Linked DNA regions of Capsicum annuum: region 1 is linked to region 2. Evidence: chromatin contacts called from public Hi-C data. All regions are on one chromosome and are shown on one strand. Each heading gives the region's core, a stretch centred on a gene start, on an enhancer-like site or on the middle of the called end of the contact. The rest is flanking DNA. Distances are from core to core; before and after follow the strand shown. Region 1 has its middle 8.2 kb from the start of LOC124899261. Region 2 overlaps LOC107873083 (folate-biopterin transporter 1, chloroplastic).

Evidence for each region. A called contact is a pair of places that touch in the nucleus more often than the background predicts.
Region 1: a Hi-C map of bud shows a contact between it and region 2, with 3 times the contacts expected there. The contact joins two enhancer-like sites. A contact is called at or near these places in 3 of 5 Hi-C or Micro-C datasets (bud, leaf and placenta).

What each region holds. Positions count from the first base shown.
Region 1 is chr6:161,457,477-161,461,724 of UCD10Xv1.1, forward strand. No RefSeq gene overlaps it. Among protein-coding and RNA genes, the nearest start is that of LOC124899261, 8.2 kb to the left of the region's middle. Within about 2 kb of position 2,740, at least 4 of the 5 cell types and tissues checked have an H3K27ac peak or open chromatin away from gene starts, as enhancers often do. A contact at or near this core is called in bud and leaf, where this site is marked.
Region 2 is chr6:161,250,966-161,255,107 of UCD10Xv1.1, forward strand. It overlaps LOC107873083 (folate-biopterin transporter 1, chloroplastic), which reads left to right. Exons shown (of 8, transcript XM_047413539.1): 6 at 266-434; 7 at 518-610; 8 at 1,791-2,390. The coding sequence ends at 2,084. Among protein-coding and RNA genes, the nearest start is that of LOC107873083, 21 kb to the left of the region's middle. Within about 2 kb of position 2,211, at least 5 of the 5 cell types and tissues checked have an H3K27ac peak or open chromatin away from gene starts, as enhancers often do. A contact at or near this core is called in bud and leaf, where this site is marked.

The sequences.
Region 1 (4,248 bases), core at 1,490-3,989, 210 kb after region 2:
TATTGCTTTGAAGGCCAGGATTTGCAACAAGACCCACAATGGCAAAATAAACAATTTGTAGGGATCACAAACCAGTCTCTATTGCGACCAGGTTAATCCAAGCATACCTGTCACTAATAGCATACAACTTTACAAATATGACTTCACAAGGTTTGAGGATACTTACCATGAAATCTAGTCAAAGCTCATCCATGCCAAGATTTTAGAGCTAGTGGTAAGGAAGCCTAATAAGATGTCTAAGGCTTCGAAGAAATTCAAAAAGGTTTGTCACTATCAAGGAGGGATCGGAGGGCACAATTTGGAAACTTGTCGTGCTTTTAAGATAGATTTGGAGAGCCTGGTGGATACAGAAAGGGTCGAGATAGAATTTCCTCCATACCACCTATAGGATATCAAGATATAGAAGAAGCGGGATGAAGTGGGATTGCTCGCATCTACCCAAGACTTAGTCATTAATTTTGTCTTTTCTGTTGTTATTTTCCTTTTCGTGTTCTCCTGATGTAATGAACTCTAATGAGATTTCAATGAATCAAAGTTTTATCCTTGCCTATTTTAACTATGTATGGCCTGATTTCTCTTTTGTGTGATACGTAGGTAGCCTTTTGGCCCGACCTCTATCCTTTAAAATCTTTATGTCTCGTTTTTTCAAAGAAAGTCATATGAGTCCAAAATCAGAAGACTTAGAAAAATCCTGTCAAGACCCATTTATCCAAAAATCAATGGACAAAGTCCTGCCCGTTAATTCTTTTCGAGTCAATACCCCCCCCCCCCCCCGAATTATTTTAACTAAGATGAAAATAACTTTATGTTGAATATATTGCATTATTGAAAGCTAAATAATTTAAAATATTTTCCTTTGGAGTTGTTTTAACCAGTATCAAGTAAGTAGAAATTGATCTATGTTGACAAAACTGGCTGAACATTAATATTTTACTAGATCTAAGGAAAATAAAAATTCCTCTCTTGACCATCGCCTAGCTGAAGAGGAAAGAATAACTGATAGTAACGATGATAATGCTCTTACTGAAATTACTATTAGGGATAGTGTGATAACGACACAAGGTGAGATGATTGTTGAACTAACTAGGAGAATGGGGGAGCTTCAAGAATAAGCACAATGAGCAAAAGATATGGCTAATCTGGCCATTGTCGCTAATATGCCAGTCTTGGATAACTATGCGCATCCACTACAATTTCCTCCTCTTAGCTTTCCCAACAATGGAAACTAACCAAACGACATACCCTCCATTTCTATGCCTAGACCTCCCGCTAATTCCATCAATCTGTCGTGCCAAAACCATACCCGCCTACTTACAATACCAATCGAGAAAATAATCCAAATGCTTACCACCCTCAAAGCTTCACTCTAAATTACCAAAATACCTTCATAAATGCCTTCACCTCCCAAAATACTCACCCTGTTTTCAGTCCCAATGCCAATGTTCCTTAAAATTCAGTTCCCATATACCAAAACTTTGCTCATACCACTCAAAATCCTCTAATGACCCAAAATATGCCTCCCGCTACCATTCATGCTATTGTAATGCCTTCCTTTTACTATACATTCCCCCAAAATCTATAAATTGACCATTATGAGGAGATGGAGAAGGAGTGTAAGGTGCCTGAAGGCAGACATGCTAGGAAGCTACTACTGATAAAGGAAAAGATCACCAAGATGAAGAAAACACACAATTCGCCCAATGCAATAGGGTTCAGTTATGATGACCTTTGCATTCACCTTGACTTGAACTTGCCCGAAGTATTTAAAGTCCCTAAGTATGAGACACTTGATGGTAATGGAAACCCGACAACCCACTTGAGAAGATATTGTGACCAAATGGTAGGCTCTGGTAGAAATGAAGCATTGTTGCTAAGGCTCTTCAGTCGAAGCCTGAGTGGGTTGCTTCACAAAAATTAAAGAAAAGGCCTAAATAGAGTGCTTTAGCTAGGGATTTTGTTGATAGATTTTCCTACAATGTAGAGATATTTCCTGATCGATATTCTTTGAACCGCATCAAGAAAAAGTCTAATGAATTCTTTTATGAATATGCCTGTTATTGGCAGAAAGAGGCAGTAGAGGTATGACCTCCTATGACAGAAAAAAATAGTCGTTGTGTTTACCCGAGCTCAGGAGGGAGAGTTTTATGACAAAATGAAATCGACAATTCATGCTACCTTCGCTGACTTGGTTAAGATTGGTGAAACAATTGAAAAAGGACTCCGGACAGGAAAAATCAACAAGATCTCTGCACAACTTGGATCTTCAGGATTCCCTAATAAAAAGAGAGAAGATGTGTCTTTTGTATCCTCTAGTCCAAACCCGAAGTCAAAGAAATCTTTCGGGTCTAATTCTGGGAAAATGCCATCACAATCTATATACCCCTCAGCTCCACAAAATCCCCAACCTGTGTTCTATGATGGAAGTTGGTAAACTTTTCACCCAATTTGTTTCCTGTAACTAAAGTTTTCGTCTCATGTTAAATTAAGACTTATTTGATTTTGTATGAATTCTCTTTAGTGTTCTGTGAGCACTTCATCTTTCTTAGGTTTTTTCTTATTTACTCTTGAATATAGTAAGTCCAGAATTTTGCTATAATTGTGAGAGTGGGCTGGTCTCGTCTAATAAAAAAAAAGAGGTTTTGATTTTTTGATGAAAATTTGAAAGTTTGAGATATGCTAAGTCGAAGTCATGTTATGTGTCTGCATATGTGGTGGCTTAGAATTGATCACCAAAAAAAGTACATCTGTTTTGTGTGCCATTGTGATAGTCTGAAATCTGTTTTACATACACTGGTGCTAGTTTGAAATCTGTTTTACATTCACTGGTGTTAGTTTGAAATCTGTTCTTGTTTTGTATGCATATGAGCGAGTTTAAAATTGATTACTGGAAAGTGAAACCTCCCTGATTAAGGATAGTGGTTTATTACTTTCTCTATGGCCATATTTAAATGATAATATTTGTGTTCAAGTAGAGATAATGAATCTCCCAAAATACTTATCTCCTTTCTTATGGTCTTTAGTCTTCTATATTGAGGGGTTTTGGTGATTTAATAAAATGGCGATTTCATCTGTATAATGGTGCCTTTGTCTGGTCATGTTTGGATTGTTGAAATTTGATGAACAAGATATTTTTTAAACAAATTTTTGTTTAACTGTGTTGAGATTATAAAGTAAATAGTTGATTAGTTTAGGTAAATTGGTTAGCTTAGTGAGATAATGAGTAGTTGCATAATTGTAAATGTTAGATTAGTCTTGTCTAAGTCGATTAATTAGTTAGGATATATTTTTGATTCCCTTAGAATAAAGTAATATATGTTGTTCTTGTTTTCAATACGATCTTACAATTGACGCATTTCATTTTCTGCTATTCTAATCACCTACAGTTGTTCAAAGATTTAGTTTCTCCTCTTTTAAATAACATTGGTTAGTGAGAACTTGTTTTTTTTTGCTTTCTAAAATTGTATGCCAGAGTCTTTCGAATTGAGTTAATCGTTTACTTCTTCTTTTTGCATGAGCATCGTCGTTGGAGTCTAATCCGACCCACGTCCTTGCATTTCTGTAATGGGCCATCGAGGCCTAGTCTAACGTCGAGTTTGAACCTTGTCTAAATCCAAAAAATAGACTAAATCCGTCGAGAAACAAAGCTACATACACAGGTATACAACAGTATGCTGAGGATATACGCATAAAAAATGGAAAAAGAAGCTGATTATACAGGGGGAGGGCTAAAAGTTGTGTGTATGTGACTGAATTACGATCATATATACACCATATATACACAAAAACGCGAGGAAAAGGGGCTGTGATATACAACTAGTATACGTACAGGAAAATGGACTTAAAGTCCATAAAATTGTAAGCCCAAAGGTTGGGCAGCCTACTGATGGGCCCAAAAGGGCCCAACCTCAACTTTAATCTTTTATTCTCTTATAAATTGCAACTTATATTTGTTTATTTGTATTAGCACTAACTTTAGTTAATTAATCCAGTGTTACCCCTTGTTGTTGCTATTTTGTTTTCCTTCGATTTCCATATTCGATCCAAAATTTTCTCACCTAATTTATTTTGTCTAAACGGATTAAAGTGGCTCTTTCGATTGTTCTTCCTAAAACTAATTTTTAAAAGAAAAATTGTTAAGCCCTCTATTTGAAAATGACACTTGTCTTGTTCATATGACTAATAACCTACTTGGGTTAAAATAATTTCATCAAACTCAAGAAGTTAATTTCTTTCTCGTAAATTCTAACT
Region 2 (4,142 bases), core at 961-3,460:
CTAATCAATATTGTGTATCATGAACATTCCTTCCTGAGGTTCGCTTCTTTTCTCCAAAAAATTTAAGGAATAGATTACCCTAATTTTCTACTTCTTCCGTCATTGAAGCGTGAAAATAGTCAGAAAAGGGGATGGGCTTGGCCCACTATTTTAATTCTCTCTACTATTATTATTTATTGGTGAAGTTATCAATTCACCCTTCATTAAAATAATTGGGTTATTACAGCAAGATGCAACTTTTTTAACTGAAGTTTGTTGATTGTAGAATCAATAAACTTGGTTTTACTCCAGAATTCTTAGGCCGCCTTAAGCTTGTTACTTCAGTTGCATCACTTATTGGTGTTGCACTTTACAATGGTTTCTTAAAGAAAGTTCCTTTAAGAAAAATATTCTTTGTGACAACTATTATCGGTTCAGCTTTTGGGATGACACAGGTATATGCCCCAAAATATCTTCTGTATTATTGTGTCTTTTCTGGTGATTTACATTGACGTGTGTGTACTCGACATGTTGATAGGTACTTCTGGTAACCGGATTGAACCGGAAGTTTGGCATTAGTGATGAGTGGTTTTCACTTGGGGATTCCTTGATCCTGTCTGTTCTTGGTCAGGTAATCTGTCTTTTGCTGGCGTAGCTTTGGATTGCTTCTCAGATCGATTAACAATATCTAGTTCTGTGCTTTCCCTTAATATACAAACATTCTGAATCTTGAACTCACTTCATAATCCAAATTTCTGCAGTTAACCGCTGAAAAAGAAATGAAATGCATTGAAAGAACATATAGCAATTGACAGGACATAACAGTAGACATGGAACTGAAAAGAAACTCATTACAATTAGCTAAAGAGGGTATTTGCATTGTGACGGAACCGTTCTTATATTTATGGATAGATCAAAGTAGGAGACTCTAAAGCAGTTTTGGAATTTTGCATGTCTATAGATTGCGAGAATTCTGCTCTGCACTAGATTCCAAGAACTATAGGACTGGAATTCAGCAGTAGGCTCTAGTTAAGAACTGTATTACTGAGCTGAAAAACTAATTAACTTGTGAATTGTAGTGTTGCACATAAAGGCGTAGGGAAGTAGCCGATACTTCTGTTTCAGGTGTATTATGACACAATCAGTTCTAGTTGAAAACTTACCTGTACCAGGTGTTTACACCATACCAATGAATACTGTGCGTTTGAATATATAAAATTATAACTTAGCCATGATTCATTGATATATATTTTCACTTTGTTAAATCACTTAAACCTGATAACTGAATTGGTTTGTTGTAAAGTGTAAACACCCGGTGTGGATAAGTATTTGTGTTCTAGCCCTTTTTTTTTCTTCTGTTTTTAGCTATTTTTGGTTAACCTCTTTTGGCTATTTTCTTTTTCATAATTTGGTTATTTTTTGTGGATTCTTACATTAATTTGAAGTGTTGACTAATTAATTAAGAGTCTTACCTCAATTAAGCATTTAAGCTACATACATTAGATAGACTGTTAGTTAAATGTTGAAGGATACACCTATGCACAGTTATGCTCATTTATTGGTACTTGAAATGTTACCTAAAAGCTCTAACTTTGTAAGATCCAACTTTTTTACTGTAATGCCAACTTTTGGGAAGTAATTCTAAAGGTCTACAACAACATACCCAGTGAGATGCCACAAGTGATAACTAAAGGTCTAGAAGAAAGAAAAAGAGGAAATCAGATTGATCAGTAGGTTTTGATTCTTTGAGAGTACAGAATAGTGGTACTCTGGCAACTTTTTTAGGATAATCTGACTTGTACTTTTTTCAGGCCTTCTTCATGCCTGTTCTTGTATTGGCTGCAAGAATATGTCCACTGGGAATGGAGGCAACCTTCTTTGCAACCCTTATGTCCATAGCCAATGGTGGAAGTACGCTTGGGGGCCTACTTGGTGCAGGTTTAACTCACATCCTTGGTGTCACCAAGGACAAATTTGACAACTTGGCTCTACTAATAATTATCTGCAATCTTAGCTCTCTGCTTCCTATACCACTACTTGGCCTTCTTCCTCGAGACGAACCTGATTCAGAGGAGAATACTGCTATTGAGATGACGCCGTATTAAATTCCTGCCTTCTCTGCATATAACATCAATACCTGATGACATGAAATTGCTAATGTGGCCTCAGACATGGTTGATCATTTTAACTGCAGCTTTTCATGTTATTACTGGGAGAGATTGTCTTATTCGGTGGGAGAGAATCCACTCATGTAATTAGTTACGATCTCAAGACATTACTTGACACAAAAATTGTAAATTAGTAATATTTACTAGTACTAGTTTTTAAGCTACTAGTTGGATCGATTTTGAGGGGATTCCATTATCGTAACATTTATATTACTGGATAGACAGCAAAAGATTTGATGTCTATGAATTCGTGTAGCCGTCCCACACATTATCCAGAAGCAAGTGCAACTCACTAGTTCCATTGAGTGAATCATACGCAGTTCACAACGGAAATTGGTGGTCGCGGCCTCAGTTGGCAAAATCAGGGTTGTTGCGAAGACAACCATATGCTATTATTATTTATTTCACTTGAGATGAGCCTTCTTACCACGCTTTTACCTATTACTATTCTACCATTGCTTTTGCCTATTATTTTTAGTATTCGTTTCAGAAAATTGACAAAACTAGATGATTAAGCATACAATCACTAGGAAAACAAGAACTAATTACCCAATTAGTGCAGGCTGCATAGTGAAGAAAACTAGCTCAAATAGTTGGCACGACACTTGATCATTGATGCACCCAATTTTCCGAGGTTTGTTGAATGTTTGATTGACTATTAGCGTGTTTTGTTTGTTGCAATTGAAATATTTAACCATAAAATGAGCATTGCAATTTGTACATAGTGGTGCGCAATTTTTGAGTTTTTCAAGGGCTTTCCGACAGATAGGCACTGTTTTTTTTTTTTTTTTTTTTTTAAAAATGAGATTGAAAATTATTACTTTTTATTGGCCAATTTGTCAAGAAAATTGTTGTTACATGCTTTAAAAATATTTTAGTTTGTGGAGAAGATATTTTAATAGTTTGACAGAAATGATCATCGAAACACCATTAGTAAGTAAAGATAGTACTGACAGATGTACATTGAAAATTTCCAACTCTCATGACCCACTCACTCATACCAACAAAAATCAAATAAATTGTCAACAAATCTGACGTCCTGTAGAAAATATCGATGGTTCTTATGTCTTTGTCTGCTAATTTCTGCTATAAATGTTTTTCTTTTTTTGAGAAATTCCAGCATGCAGTGTTTGCTTTTGGACAATTAATTAATTCGATTGACAAATCATAATACTCGCCAAAATTATCACATGGAATGTTGCAAAGTTGGAAGTTGGAACAGTGTTTTAGACACTCCAATCATTGAACCAACTTCCACGGTATTTATACCAAAAACTTCCTAATCAAGTGGATAGAGAAAGTACCATAGATAATTCGAGAAAAGCCCCACAAGAAGTAATCCATAGAGCCTACGTAACCGTTCTAATAGATATAAGTATAAATCACATAAATCCTCACTCTAGTTAAACTAATTACATAAAATCTCTTAATGCTTTTTCTCTTCCGGATTAGGTAAATATACTCATACATTCGATAATTCCTCATACATAGTTCGAATGTATGATAAAACTGTTAATCCAATATTTAAGGTAAGATAAATCAGATATTATTTTAAATCAAATATTATTTTTCAATTCCTTAATTTATACCATTAATTAGCTAATATTAAGTAATGTATGATTAAAGATAGTAACTGAAATTTAAATTCAAATATTTTCTTTAATGGCACGATAAAATAGTCTTCTTTGTAGCAGCCAAAAAAACTAAAAAATTCTTCTACCGCGTTCTTCAATTCTCAAAAAATCAATATAAACATCCCAATATTGTTGTGACATTCAGGTATTTGGGAGTCGAAAATCAGTTATCAATCCTACAAAAGTAACACAATTATTCTTTCGGAAAGTATAGTATCATTAACTTTTTTTTTTTTGACATCTCGCCGTTAAACCCAAAACTCTGCTAACCTTCATACGCCATTAATAATGTTAAAAATTAAAGCTCAATCAAAGAAGCAGCAAAAACATGGTGTTGATTTCCAAGTAAAAATATTTTTAC